2 separate regions of the Mus musculus genome follow, and region 2 is linked to region 1. A link is a contact called in public Hi-C data. All regions are on one chromosome and are shown on one strand. The core of a region is the stretch at or near the end of the contact, and the rest is flanking DNA. Distances in the headings are between cores, read along the strand shown. Region 1 has its middle 170 kb from the start of Adcy1. Region 2 has its middle 16 kb from the start of Adcy1.

What was found. A called contact is a pair of places that touch in the nucleus more often than the background predicts.
Region 2: a Hi-C map of cerebellum shows a contact between it and region 1, with 2.3 times the contacts expected there. The contact joins two enhancer-like sites. A contact is called at or near these places in 7 of 484 Hi-C or Micro-C datasets (brain, cerebellar granule neurons, cerebellum and 3 more), 2 of 115 datasets of contacts at active chromatin or transcription factors (both in embryonic stem cells) and 1 of 9 other capture datasets (embryonic stem cells).

The regions. Positions count from the first base shown.
Region 1 is chr11:6,894,012-6,896,583 of GRCm38.p6, forward strand. No RefSeq gene overlaps it. Among named protein-coding and RNA genes, the nearest start is that of Adcy1, 170 kb to the right of the region's middle. Within about 2 kb of position 1,275, at least 37 of the 459 cell types and tissues checked have an H3K27ac peak or open chromatin away from gene starts, as enhancers often do. A contact at or near this core is called in cerebellar granule neurons and cerebellum, where this site is marked.
Region 2 is chr11:7,046,558-7,049,129 of GRCm38.p6, forward strand. No RefSeq gene overlaps it. Among named protein-coding and RNA genes, the nearest start is that of Adcy1, 16 kb to the right of the region's middle. Within about 2 kb of position 1,289, at least 2 of the 459 cell types and tissues checked have an H3K27ac peak or open chromatin away from gene starts, as enhancers often do. A contact at or near this core is called in cerebellar granule neurons and cerebellum, where this site is marked.

The DNA.
Region 1 (2,572 bases), core at 25-2,524:
CAAGTGATGCCCTCTCATGGCTGAGCTGACACATTTCTTAGAGTCCATTTGGGATCTCAGCACTCTGGAGTTTTGGATAAGGCTCCTGCACTGGGCTCTCTCAGACTACATGAAAAATCAAGATGGAGTCACCCATGCTGAAGTTCCTCAGCTTCGGAGGACGGCTGAGATGTTGTCTGATTCTTTAAGAAGCTAGGGGAACCGAGCTAAGGAATTTCCATAGTAGGCCAGTTTCACCTGCATAGGTCCCCTGGGCCTCAGTCCTTACAGAGATGGAACCTGGCCACCCCGTGTTACCAACCAGATTCCTGCTGCTCTGTTTCTCTCTGTCCCACTTTACAAAGAGTCTAACTTTGAATCAACCAACCCACTTTCATCTCTCATTCCTGCATATCCCGCTTTCTGCTCAGCCCGTCTCTCCCTGTAAGACCAGGTTTTCGGTTTAGTTCCTTGGGAGACTAATTTTGGCTCACAGGGAGATTCCAGTAGAAGAGGTAAGGCGAGTTAAGAGCGTTCAGTCCTTAGCATGTGTGTGCCTGGTGATTCCAACTTGGTCAGGGATAAGAATGCAACTTCTCACACATGAAAGAAAGCACACGCCTGTGCACAAGCACTCATCTGTATTCCTGTTTTCAGATGTACACACTCACATTTGCACAGCAGTATACACAAACACACTTGACCATCACACACCTGGGTCCTCCTCTCTGGATCCCTGAAGGGTCCTGTCTGTGAGCCTGTGGGGTTACGGGAGGCTCTACTTGGGTCACGTTCAGTACCTACTTCAGACTCCCTCAGGAGGAAAAGGCAGGCCTGGCCCACCCTAACCTTGAACCTGGAGCAGAAAGATGAATGTGTGCCCCTAAAGCCCCACTCTTTGAGCCTGGAAACCTCTTCCTGCTGACATGAGGTGTTAGATGTGCTGGCCTGTCTCCCTCACAGTCTGGACTGTCTCCAGCTTGGGCAGAAGACAGACTTTCCTGATCCTCATCCCATATGGCTCAGACAACAGAATCTTACCTAGTTCCCTTGTGCCACTCCTCGAGAAAGGGGCTGGAGTCCTCCCTCCTTCAGAGTCCTCCTTTGGATAGTCTCACTAGAGAAGCTGGGGGTGGGGAGGATAAGGAGGTGGACAAATCACAAGCCCTCCTGGGGGTGGGGTTGCAGAGGTAACTCAGAGCCATCTGTTTGCTGAGGCATGCTGGTATTTCATTTGGTCTTTACGGGAGCCCTGCAACACCCACTTAATTAAATGAATTTGAAAGACAATCACATTGGGATGTGTGTGGTCTGCCCTTTGCCCTCAGATCACTTCACTGTGTCTGTCCCCTTCAGACAAAGAGACTCTATCCCTCCCAGGTGCTGAATCAGAAAAACCTGCATGTGACCTTGCCACCAGCACAGGTCCCATATTAAATCTTTTGAGTTAATCATCAAGCAGAGACACCACTGGCCGTGCCGTGACTACTCTGAGTTTGACCCCTTCAATACCATGTGATTCTGCTGAAACCAACCTTACACCCACAGGAAAACTATGCAGACTTTTACTTTGGTGGAATTATCGGTCCACGGGATACATTCTCAGTCTTTCTTAGCAGAGAGTGGGACTTCCACAGCACACAAGGCTATGCCCAGGGCTGTGCGGCAGTCACTTTCCTTATGAGGGGATGGGCATTAAACACAGTGAAAGCTTTCACATCAGTCTGTCTCACTAAATAATTGAAGAACATGGTTCCATAAAAGGAGAAAGTCATCCCCTTCCCCTTCAGAAAACAGGTTCAGCGGCATTCCAAGCAGATGACCCCAGTTTGGTTTCTCTCCACCAGCAACCCAACCCCAGCAGCTTGCAGGGCTCCACGGGATCTTGGCTCAGCATCAGCTCTCATGAATTCATCTGCTCCTGGCACGAAGACGAGTCCTGGAAATCTTGACGCCGACTGGGGAGACAATGTGAAAGTTGTCTGAGAAAGGCCAAACCTACCTCCAGAATGTGTATCTGGGGTTTGGAGGCCAAGCAGATAACTTTCTGTGTTCTAACGCTTGTGTCCCTGTGTGTGGAAGACGTCTCTGCTCAGTGAGAGAGAGCACAGCCTTTAGGCCCGGAGGGTCAGAAAGCAGACACAGCTGAAGATGTAGGCACAGTGAGCAAGGGTGCAAAGATGGAGGGAAACCAGGCTTCAGATAGGACTAAAATACAGAATTAGCCCTGTAGTTAGGGACACTTGGGCTTCAGTGACTTTCTTGTAGATATCTGGGAAATCACAAGGAAGACTCTAAGATTAAACACACACACATACACACACACACACACACACACACACACACACACACACACATACACACACACACACAGGCTCTGGAGAGATGGCTCAGTGGTTAAGACCATTTACTCTTCTCCAGCACTGTCACAGCTGCCTATGACGTCAGCTCCAGGGCATCATATGCCTCTGACCTTTGCAGGCACACATGTGCATGCGCACATACCCTCCTGCTTACATGTAATTAAAAATAAAGTAAGTCTTAAAAATTTATACAAAATATTCTAATTTTTTTCTCCAAATCTAGGGTTTGA
Region 2 (2,572 bases), core at 39-2,538, 150 kb after region 1:
ATTCTGTCTCTAAACTGTTTTAAGAACTTTAAAGCAAGATGTAAGAAAACTTCTCACGGCCTGGTTCACGAAGCTGTGGGCATGGGAGATGGGGTAGGACCAGTCTAAGGGCTGTGAAAGCAGAGGCACTAATCAATAAAACTGCCCATCCCTTCTTGAGGCAAAGATTGAATAACCTGAGGCAATATGAGGGAAATCGGTCCCTAATGAACTGGCTTATAAAAGCCATTAAGGCCACTTGGTCATTTCTGGATGTTGTGCCCTGACTATCAGGGACTGGGGGACAGTAGACGAAGGAGGGGCATTTCTACGGGAATTGTCCACAAGAGAGGCAGTATTTGATGCCCATCTTCCTGGGTCAGGTAGGGCTGAATTTACAGGAGAGCTAAATAAGAGATCCATTCAGCAGGGTCCTCAGGACTGGTTTTGTTGATCCCTAGGATGGCTCATCATCTTTATGAGGTAGGAAAAGTATTCTCTTGTCAATCAGAATGGCTTAGACTAGTGTACAAAACCAGGCTCATGAAGTACAAAGACAAAAGAATAGATGGGATGACGATGGGCAAAGAAGACACAAGTGGCTGTTTGGGCCACTCAAAGGCAATGTGCTAAGGTTTGTATCTAGCTAGAGTACCCAGGAAAGAACTGGTAAGAAGCCAGATGCTGTGGTAGTGAGCTCCTGGAAGGCTTTCAAATCTGAGCAGAGACATAAATAATAAAACAACACAGATAAAAAAGATCGGGCTTGACAAAGAGGTGGTCAGTTTTCCCTTAGAGTACCTGATATGAGTAAGGATTGTCCACCCATCCCAGAGCCCTGTCAGCAGTCCTCCAGTGCTGGCCAGGAGCCAGATGGAGACAGTGCTGACTCTGGTGGCAGGCCCTGGAGGCCAGAGTGTAGCTTTTGGATTTGCACATGGGTACGTAGTATAAGTCAGCCTCACTGAGATCATCAGGATGGGAGATACACAGTAGTCCTATGGTGGCAGCATTACCTCAGCATGATGAGGCTAGGTGGTTCAAGGAAAATGGCTGTGATCATGTCAAACTATCTAAGACAGTGCTCCTCATATATGCTGCTATCAATCTTCTGGTGAAAAGATTACTAACAGGTGTTAGAGGATCCTCTCACACTGTATTGGACTTTTAAAACAGATTTTGTGTGTGTGTGTGTGTGTGTGTGTGTGTGTGTGTGTGTGTGTGTGTGTGTGTGTATTTTAACTGTCCAAGACCAAACTGGCACTTGGCACTGAACAGTTAGAGATTCTTCCTGCCATCTGTTAAAAGGGAGTTATATAATGCTAACCCTTGACTGCCTTGAGGACATAGAAAAACATTTGAAAAAATACTAAAGGTAACAGGTAAGTTGTTTGAATAAAGATGCCCTTCATGAGTGGGAGAAGGCACTACCAGGAGCCATATGGCTGTTGACTGAAGATCCCAGTACCAGGATATGTTAACTCCTTATGAGTTGTTGATCAGAAAGGTCCTAACGGCTGCTCAAACTATAAAAGGCATCACCGGTGCTGTTGGTTGAATGTCAGAAATGGATGGTAACTACCTAATTTTGAAGACACTGTATGCATTGGCTACAGACTAGGATTGAGCTCAAAGTTCCTTCCCTTCTGGCTTGTTGTCATAATGCTAGAAATTGTCACTAATGGTTTTGTTCAAGTATGGACCCTGAGTAGCAGAGTACCTACAGGTTAGATGTGCCCATTGTTATGATAGTGGTGTGGTTGTTATAGAGGCAACTAACTTGTGATGCCGGAAGGAATTCACATTTGGCATTGTAAACCAATTCAAAAGCTTCAACATGGATTCTAATGCTATTATTGTTTTGTTAAATGGATGTAATGTGTCTATCAAATTGCCTTCTGGTCATGTCTGTTTGGGCCCATAGTTCACTGCTGCCATTAGCCTCAATGGTTAGGGAAAGAAATTTCATTTTTGCAGTGGGAGATATACTGCAGAGACTCATAACTGGTTCAGCTCCTAAGACTAAGTGACTTGCTGTGGCAACCTCTACCCCAACAGCTCAGGAAATATTACAGTATAGGTGTCCGAAAGAGATTGAGAAGTGGATAGAATTTTATGTAGCAATCTCCTTTAAACTAAAACATCCATAATGACAAGAGGCTTGCTGACATCCCAGAAGTAAAGAAACCTCTCAAGTCTTTAGAAGTTCCTGAAACTAGCAAGGTTCACAAGGCCCTCCCCCAAGTGATATAAGCATTAAGGACTACTAAGAAGAGACTATCCAACAGTCAGAGCTGCTTGTCCAGTGTTGTGTCCGGCCAGCAGACCACAACCTGGGTTCTAGCCTGGAAAGGCATTTTGGAAACCTGGAAGAGAAGAGAGGCTAGGTGGCGAGAGAAAGAAATGTAGCCAAGACAGTTATTCTGATCAAAGCTCAAATTTTACTGTTGCGACACTCAGTTATGAAGGAAGGGGGAGGGGGACCCGATTCCTGCCGAATAATCTCTGGTCCAGTAGAAAGGTGCACGTGTGTGGCTCCGCAGGTTCCAGCAGTGGGCGTGGCAGAACGAATGAGCAGGAAGCTCCACCCCTG